Regions from separate parts of the Mus musculus genome. Here region 1 is linked to region 2. A link is a contact called in public Micro-C data. All regions are on one chromosome and are shown on one strand. The core of a region is the stretch at or near the end of the contact, and the rest is flanking DNA. Distances in the headings are between cores, read along the strand shown. Region 1 holds the start of Adgrb2 (adhesion G protein-coupled receptor B2). Region 2 has its middle 23 kb from the start of E330017L17Rik.

Region 1 (4,727 bases), core at 67-2,566, 100 kb before region 2:
CTCTCGGACCGAGCCGACTGCAGGAGTGGCCGCCAACTTCACAGCCTCCAGTCCCCCAAATCATGCCAGCCCCCGGGGGTGCAGGAGAGTGCGTCTGGTGCCTGGCTCTGAGACCGGTGGTGGGAGGATAAGGATGCGGGGGGAGGGAGGCGGGTGTCCGGCCAAAGACGAACGCGGGAGTCGGATGCGGGTTCGATGGAGATCACGGCCTGGGGAAAGGGGCTTGGAGGAGCAAGGGGGACACGGCCCCAATTCCAGGCTGAGGGGGAGGGGACTTGCATCAGAGATTGGAAAGGGAAGGCGGGACTCTGGGCAGATATGGGGGAAGGGGCACTCGGGGCAGAAATAGAGGGGAAGCATGGTCGCCGTGCAGGCGCGGGGGAGGGCACTAGCAGACACAGTTGGGGACCGAAACGACTCCGGGCAGAGTGGAGGAGAGGTCCAGAGTCCCGCGGCCAGACTAGGAGGGGAGATGGGGGAGGGGGGAGGACAGTCGAGCTGCAGGTTGGAGAGGGGGTTCAAATCAAGACCGGGGGCGCACTGCTGGGATCTTGGCCGAGACAGGGCAAGACTCGCGACAGCGGTGTGGCAGTCTGGGTCAAGATTCTAAAGGTGGGGGACTTTGACACAGACGGCAAGGGGTCGGTCCAGGCTGGGGGAGGGGGTAGCAAAGGGGTTCGCGGGAGACTAAGGGGGCTTCGGCCCGGGCCTCGGGAGTCCCTCTTAAGACGGGGGTTGGGTGAGCGCTGGACAGACTCTGTTCTGGCCGGAGGAGAATTAAGCAAGACCGGCTCACGGAGCACCCTGAGTGCGGGCACTCGGGACTGCGCGCGAGGGTTCAGTGCGGGGCCGGCCGGGGTCTGGGGCCGAGCACTCACCTGGGCGCCGTCAGCAGCAGGAGCGGGGGCCGGCGCTAGTGGAGGCGGCCGCGGGGCGCAAGTTTGCCATCCCTAAGGCGGGGGCCGGGCTGGGCGCAGGGCAGCTCGCCGCAGCCGCGCCGAGGCCCGAGGCTCCCGCTCCGCCGAGCGGCGGGTGCAGAGCAAGCACCGCGGAGCTGCACGGGGCGGGCGGGCGGGCGCCGGGCCGGGCGCGGGCTCCTGCCGCCGCCGCCGCCTCCTCGCCGCGCCGCCCCCCGCTCCCCGCCCCGAGCACCGCCCGCGCCGCGCGCCGCCTCCTATTCGCGGGTGGCGGCCGCAGCCCCAGCCTCTGATCGCCGGTGCCGCATCCTCCTCTCTGCCTCCCAGCGCCGCCGCTGCCACCGAACCGGATTCCTCCGGCCGCTCCGGCCGCTGCCCGCAGCGCGCGCCGGGCCGAGTGACGGCCGAGGCGGGACGCGGCGCCTGCGCGGGCCGGGCCCGGGAGGGGGCGCGCGCCGGGCCGGGCGCGAGGAGCCGCGGGAGAAGGGGCGGGGGGGCGGGGGCGACGCGCGCCGCCTCCTGTTAAAGGGGGAGCAGCGCCAGCCGAGCCAAGCGCGCCCTCCCCCTCCCCACCCTGGGCCCCAGGCGCCGGCGCGGGAGAAGCCCAGGGTAAGCCCCCACCCTGCCTGTGACCGCCTGGACTGCAGAGTGAGCCTCCCGGTGATACCCCTCCAGCGAAACCCCAGACTAGTGGCGTCTAGCGCAGCCAGGGTCTCCCGAGCTGTGGAGGCTAAAGCGTTTTCTCCCCCCTCCCCATTATGCAGTGCATATTGCATTGCGTGTCCCTGTGCATGCAGGTGACACTCGGTGCACTGAACTTTATATATGCATACAGGTGCCCTGCGTGTGCACTGCAATATTGCCTGGCTGGGTGCATGCAAATGCTGCACATATGCATTGACATGCGCTCAGGTCCTGAATGCATGCTGCTTTTTCCATGTGCCTTAAGAATTATATGTAGAAGCTCACAGGTGCCACATGTGTGTAGCATGCTATGGGTATAGAAGCAACACACATACCCCCGCAGCGTGGCATGTTTACTGCATATTCTGGTGTTCATCGCTGTGATATTGTATGTCCCTAGGCACGGGGATGCTACACGTGTGCAGTATGTTACATGTTTTCCCAAGTCTCTTCTCCCACAAGTGCCTTTCTCTGTGCCAGGGGCGCCCCCATGTTGCATCTGTTTGTGTAGAAGCCACAGAGATGCACAGACCCACCCCATCCTGGCACTGTGCCGAGGAACAGTTGGGTGGAGCCTAAGCCCACACGGCTCAGGCGGTACCCGGAGAGATGTCCATGGCTCAGGGCTCTGGTCAGGCTGTTTGTGGCCTGGGCATGTTGCCATCAGGAAGGTGGGCCGACTGGGGACACACCACAGCAGCCAAAACAAGTAGGTTAATCCGATGACTCTGGGCAGAGAAGCCAGCAGGGGGCAGCTTTGCAACGAGGGTGGAATGACTTTGGGACATACTTGGGAAGGTTCACACACGTGGAGGGACCAGTCCTGTAAGGACAAGGTGGTCCACGGCCCATTCATTGCTAACTTCCCCTCCCCCGCCCCCACCATAACTCGACTTTTGTCGCCTACAGGCTGTGGCAAGATGAGAAAAGCCCACCTCTTCCCAGAGGAGTTACCAAAAAGAGGCAGAGAACTTCTCCTGTCTCTTCCCTCTGTCCCTCCCCCCTAAAGCTGTCCTGGTGACATTTGTTGTGAGTGATTGGGAGAGATTATCGACTTTAATGGAAGGAGGTAATAAGGGACGATGAAGGAAGCTCACCTGTCACCTTAAGGGAATTTATGAAGCTGTGTGAAACAGGGAGGCGGTCTGGGCTTACACCTCCCCTTTTCCTGTGGGAGCCCTGAGAAGGCCAATGCCTTGGGCCTCGCACTGGCAGGCAGAGCTCCTGGATTCTTGATAAGCATCTTCAAACATACCCTGGCATAGTTAGAAGGCTCAACTACCAGTGTGAGAGTTGAGCCAGGCAGGCTTTGCCATCTGCAAGGCAATGACAGCCACCAGACGCAGTGGGAAATCCTGGGCTCCTTCTTTTCTTGCCTACTGTGAGAAGCAACAGAGTTGCGGAGTTGGGAGCTTTGAGGAGGTAGACAAAAGTGGGAAACGTGATTAGGACATGGACTGCTCTCACAAGGATGCAAAGACCAATCTCTGGAAGTCCCTGCAACATTTGCTCTCCAGAGCTCTAGCCCCTTCCTCTCCCTATAGGGAGCCTGCCTCCCTCTTTATGAATATTCATGATCATTTGCATGCTAGAGACCTAGCACCAAGAGAAAGGCAGGCAGGTCTCTTACAGATGTGATGCAGCTGGATCTCTAAAGCCACCCTCTTCCTTGGCTCTCAGAGATCCAGCTGGGTAAGGGGTGACGGGAGGGGCCGCCTCCGGGAGACAGGGAAGTTATTTATCTGTTTCTCTTAGTCCTGACTTCTTGACTTCCCGCCCTATGGAAATGGTGGGTGTTGAGGGACTCACCGGGCAGCCTTGGAAGGAGAAGCTAGGTAAACTGGGTAGAGGCAGCAGGAGTTGTCAGGGGTTGTACAGCTGTCTGGACTAGGACAGATGTTGGGAAGCCCCCCCCCATATGAGGGCTTCCCCCACCTGCTTTCCCAGGAGCCCCTGCCCTTCCAGACTCACTCTGGTGATAATGCCACCCGCCTGCCTGCCTGCCTGCTTGCTTGCCCGCCCAGGAGGACTTGGAGTAATTACAAATTGTTTCCATATTCAAATCCAGCTGGTTGAAGAGAAATTACTTCTCTGAACAGCCCAGGCGGGGGTGAGAAAAATGCATCTTAGCCCCAGGAGGGACCCCCACCCCCCTCCAGGGAGCCTGAGGCTGAGATAACCTGGGAAGAGACACCATCCACAGCTCAATCACAGAAGGCTTGAACAGAGTAAAGGGCCAACCCCTGCATCCTTACACTCTGGGCAAAGGACAGTGACCTCAGCTCTGTGTCCCATGAGAGTCTGCTCTGGAACCTCTGAGATGAAGGGGACCCAATGCATACATATAGGCAGTAAGGGGCCACCTACTCTGACCTACTGTTGTGCTGGGTGACCTTGAGAAAATGCCTTCTGTTTCCTGGGCCTCTGCTTCCTCCTGTACGGAATGATACAAAAGCATAAGCAGGCTCAGCCCGGAGTCCGGGAAGGTCCAAGGTATGGATCAGCAAGTGCTAGGCCCTGAGGAGGGGCCTTTTACAATAATGATCTTATTTGCAACTAATTAATATTTTTTGTTAAGAATAACTACCACCAATATCCCAGCTGGGAGGCAGCACACCGTCAAAGACAGGGCCAGCGGGGCAGCTCATGAGAGAATGAGGGTCAAGCAAGGGAGCTTCCTGGCCTCACCCGCCTGGCCCCAGCCTCGCCTCCCGCTGGGCCAGAGCTGCTATGCTTCGTTGCCCTTTAAACAGATGAGAAAATGTTCTTCTTCCCTTCCCAATGATTTATTTGGCCCAGAGCCTAGGCAGGTTTCCTTTCAGCCGATGAGACCCGGCGTGCCCCCTACTCAGCTCCTGCTCGCCTGCCACTGCCAGGCAGCCGGGCATTCCAGGGCACCAAAGTCTTTTCAATCCCACAACCACCTGGGACACCAAAAGGAGCTCACATCATGTTCCCCAAAATACCCAAATCCATTCAATAATCTCCATAGCAAGGTCTTCCTCAGTGCTCCCATGCATGGCACCCTCATGCTGGGGGGAGGGGGTCATAGGTCCGGGAGGGCTCTGCTGTAAAAGGCTCCTGCAGGAAGTCCTGGTGTCTAAACGGGTTGAGAGGCCTTGGGTA
Region 2 (4,482 bases), core at 1,358-3,857:
GACCCAGGTTCAATTCCCAGCACCCACATGGCAATTCAGAACCGTCTATAACTCCAGGGGATCTAACATCCTCACACAGACATACAAAATATCAATTCAGGCAAAACATCAATGCACATATAATACGAATAAATAAGTCATACAACTTTTTTTTTAATACCAAAGTAAAGGCTATGGCATAGCTCAGCTGGTAGTGTCCTTGTCTATTGTTTTAGGGTTTACTGCTGTGAGCAGACACCATGACCAAGGCAACTCTTTTTTTTTTTTTTAAAGATTTATTTATTATTATATATAAGTACACTGTAGCTATCTTCCTTCAGACACACCAGAAGAGGGAGTCAGGTCTTGTTACAGATGTTTGTGAGCCACCATGTGGTTGCTGGGACTTGAACTCTGGACCTTCGGAAGAGCAGTCGGGTGCTCTTACCTGCTGAGCCATCTCACCAGCCCCCAAGGCAACTCTTATAAGGACAACATTTAATTGGGGCTGGCTTACAGGTTCAGAGGTTCAGTCCATTATCATCAAGGCAGGAACATAGCAGCATCCAGGTAGGCATGGTGCTGGAGGAGCTGAGAGTTCTACATCTTCATCTGAAGGCTGCTAGAAGACTGGCTTCCAGCCGGGCAGTGGTGACACACACCTTTAGTCCCAGCACTTGGGAGGCAGAGGCAGGAGGATTTCTGAGTTCGAGGTCAGCCTGGTCTACAGAGTGAGTTCCAGGACAGCCGGAGCTGTACAGAGAGACCCTGTCTGGAAAAACCAAAAAAAATAAATAAATAAATAAAACAAACAAACAAACAAAAACCCCCTAAGACTGGCTTCCAGGCAGTTAGGGTTTTAAAGCCCACGCCCACAGTGACACACCTTCTCCAACAAGGCCATACCCCCTAATAGGGCCACTCCCTGAGCTAAGCATATTCAACCATCACACCTACTATGCACAAGGCCCTGCAACCCAGCACCACTGGGCTTTGTTGTATAAGCCTGTCATCCCAGTAGGTAGAGGCAGGATTTATCTAGGAGTTGGAAGCCAGCCTAGAAAACAGAGACTGTCTCAAAAACAAATAGCCCTCCACACACAAAATTTGCTAATCTTCACTGATAATCAAATAAATGCAAATTAAAAAAAAAACAGCCACTTTAATTTGTCAGATATGGGAAGAGGGCTAGTAGTTGCGTGGTGGCAGACTGCTTACCCAGCATGCTCAAGGCTCTGGTTTCCATGGAGATTGGTGGGGCATTTAAAAACTGGCTAAATCCTAGACTACTGAGGAGTGGCGAGATGTGGCAGCCTAGCCAGGTCCGTCAGTCTTTGTTTCCTCTGCGGCTCCCAGCCTGCCTGTGGCCACTTTCAGCCTCTGCTTCCCTGCCAGTGTTAGCTCCTCCTCAGCCTAGCGTCTCACTTCTCCCTCCACACAAGCTGCTCTGGCCTGATCTCCAGATGGAAGCTGGTCACCTATCAGTCACAGAGTGTCCTTCCCTTGGCTTCTGCGGCTGCGCACACCTGGGACTTCCTACCCGTTCTTGCATCCTAACCTTCCCATCCGGCTCCTGGCTTAACAGCTCCCTTTTCTCAGGAGCCGCCCCACCCACAACGTACAGTGTCTTCCTGAGAATGCTCGGCCACAGATGAGGTCTCCAGCTCCCATCTGTCCTGGGAGGCCTTTGTTTTTGTTGTTGTTTGTTTGTTTGTTTGTTTGTTTGAGACAAGGTTTCTCTGTGTAGCCTCGACTGTCCTGGAACTCCATAGACCAGGCTGGCCTCAAACTCAGAGATCTGCCTGCCTCTCTGCCTCTGCCTCTCTGCCTCTCTGCCTCTCTGCCTCTCTGCCTCTCTGCCTCTCTGCCTCTCTGCCTCTCTGCCTCTCTGCCTCTCTGCCTCTCTGCCTCTCTGCCTCTGCTTCTGCCCCTCTGCCTCTGCCCCTCTGCCTCTGCCCCTCTACCTCTGCCTCTGCCTCTGCCTCTGCCTCTGCCTCTGCCTCTGCCTCTGCCTCTGCCTCTGCCTCTGCCGAGTGCTGGGATTAAAGAAAGGCGTGCACCACCTCTTCCTGGTTTGGGAGATTTAAGCCTACAAATTTGCTAGACTTTGGCTTCTTTTTAATAAATCTCCACTTGTTCTGCAATAAATAAATTACAGCTTAAGGAGGCTGAGGCAGGATGAACACTTAAACTCAGGACTGAGGCCACAGCACAGTCTTTAGCCTCTCCGTGTGTGTGTGTGTGTGTGTGTGTGTGTGTGTGTGTGTGTATTTCTGTCTGTCTCTGTCTCTCTGTCTCTCTGTCTCTCTCAAGCACACTCACTTGCTATCTCTCTATCTCTGTCTGTGTCCCTGTCTCTCTCTGTCTCTGTGTCTCTGTCTGTCTCTGATTCTCTGTGGGTGTGTGTGTCTGTCTCTCTCTCCCCATCTCTCCTGTAACTTGTAACTCTGGGCATAGAATCCAGGGGATCTCAGCCAACTGCAGGCAAATGCTCTACCACTGAACTACAGCCCAGGCTTCAAGATCCTGTTTCGAAACAGAACAACAAACCGAAAAGGAAGAAGTTCCTCCTTCGCTGCTTTTCTGCCTCATTCATCGAGGCAGGCTCTCTCAGTCAAACCCAGAGCTCACCGATATGGCTGGTTGCACTAGCCTACTCTGGAGATAGCTTGCTCTGCCTTCCAGCAGGCCACCACGTCCACCCAGCCTTTCATGGGTCCTGGACATCCAAACTTCCATTCTCACATTTACGCAGCACATACTTTAACATCTGAACTCTCTCTCCAAGGCATGTGCACAATTTTTAAGTTTCCAAATGGTCCCAGAGGAAAGGGTACAGGACAGGGGCGGGGGGGGGGGGGGGGCGCAAGGGGAACTTTAGATACTTGCTCTGTTTCTGTAGGGAAGGACTTTCTGTGGGCCTGAACTTTACCTTTGGCTGGCTGACAGGATGTGGTATGCAGCCTTGGCAGGGACTTTGCCTTTCTCAGGATGACAGTGGGGGTGGAGCTCCAGGAGCCCGGGGGGAAGGGGGGGAGGAGAGCATCTAGACACCTAGGGGGTCATCCTTTGCTAACTCGTTGAGGAATCCTTGTGTTAGGAAACTGGTTCTTTCTTTTAAAAATAAAAATTAAACTACTCTGTTTTGCAGCATTTGCCCACTTCCGTGATGTAAATATTCCCACCGGGGCCAATTTCACACTACCACAGTGTACCGAGCAGCTCACAGAATTCCTGCAGCTTTAGCAAGGAGCTCTCTCTTGCTCACCTGCCCAGGGCCACTCCCATGAGCCATTCTCCACGGAGTCCCAAAGATAACTGAGGAGCCTCTAAGGAGAACTAAGGACTTGTCAGCACACAAACAGGGCGCTAATGCAAGCAGGGAATTAAACCCTACTCACTAGCAACGAGCTGATGGAGTTAGAGACTTGAGCTATGTTTGCATTAAAATATTTTTTACTTGCTTTCTCTCGGTATAAAACAGACACAAAGGACGGCAGTTCGTTCCACGGGTGTGTGCTGAGAGCCTTGCTCCTCGACAGCAGTGCTCTAGGCACACAGGACTAACGAGATGAACGAGACAAGGTTCTTGGCCTCCGGAAGCTTACATTAGAATCTAGACATTAACATTACACAGTCATAATTTACAGAGAAAACTGAAGTGGAGAAGGGACTAGGAAGTGGGGAGGACTCCTGTTTTAGATGGTTGGGAGAAGCCCTTCCTGATGAACGAACACTTGAACGGGGATGAAGAAGAGGAAGCTGCTAGTCCCGAGGCTGGCAGAGACATTCCAGGCAGGAGAGTGGAGTTGGCCAGAGTTGGGGGTGGAGCTGGGGCCCTGAGTTGACCTGTGTGAGGTCAGCAGGGTTCAGGTGTGGCTGGAGAAGCATGTGTGTGTGTGTGTGTGTGTGTGTGTGTGTGTGTGTTTGTACACATATAGGGAGAAGTAGGATTAAATTAAGTCAGGGCCCTGAATTTGCATTTTCTGTGGTAAGGAAGGCTTTGGAGGGACTGAGCAGAGAAATAATATCTCCCCTACATTCCAAAATGGCTGCTGGGCCAAAAATAGGATGTGGCTGGTAAGAAAAGAAACAGAGGGTGGATGAGATGGCTCAGGAGGTAAGGGGGCTTGCTGCCGAGCTTGACAGCCTGAGTTCAATCCCCAAGGCAGACGTGACTGAGAGCAATCCGCCCCTAGGAGCTCTCCTCTGACCTCCACACGTGGCATCTGTGTGAGGGTACTTAGACACATGCGCACAGAAGACAGACACACAGACACACTGACAGACAGACAGGCAGGCAGGCAGGCAGGCAGACAGACAGAAGACAAGTAAAAGGAAGCAGTGAGACCAGTCAGGAGCTGCTGCTGTAGAACGGCTGGGACAATAGTAGTTTGAACTAAGGCAGAATTGGGGTAAGCCCTGGACTGAGGGCTGAGTTTGGTGAGGTTCAGGCAGATCTCTGTGAATTCTAGACCAGCCTGGTCTAATAGAAAGATCCAG

What was found. Hi-C and Micro-C count contacts between places; a contact is called where the count stands out from the background.
Region 1: a Micro-C map of embryonic stem cells shows a contact between it and region 2, with 1.7 times the contacts expected there. The contact joins the promoter of Adgrb2 here to the enhancer-like site in region 2. A contact is called at or near these places in 1 of 484 Hi-C or Micro-C datasets (embryonic stem cells), 2 of 115 datasets of contacts at active chromatin or transcription factors (embryonic stem cells and memory CD8 T cells) and 1 of 9 other capture datasets (pancreatic islet).

The regions. Positions count from the first base shown.
Region 1 is chr4:129,981,459-129,986,185 of GRCm38.p6, reverse strand. Adgrb2 (adhesion G protein-coupled receptor B2) reads right to left here and starts at 1,316. Exons shown (of 30, transcript NM_001290715.2): 1 at 879-1,316.
Region 2 is chr4:129,881,181-129,885,662 of GRCm38.p6, reverse strand. No RefSeq gene overlaps it. Among named protein-coding and RNA genes, the nearest start is that of E330017L17Rik, 23 kb to the left of the region's middle. Within about 2 kb of position 2,607, at least 237 of the 459 cell types and tissues checked have an H3K27ac peak or open chromatin away from gene starts, as enhancers often do. A contact at or near this core is called in embryonic stem cells and memory CD8 T cells, where this site is marked.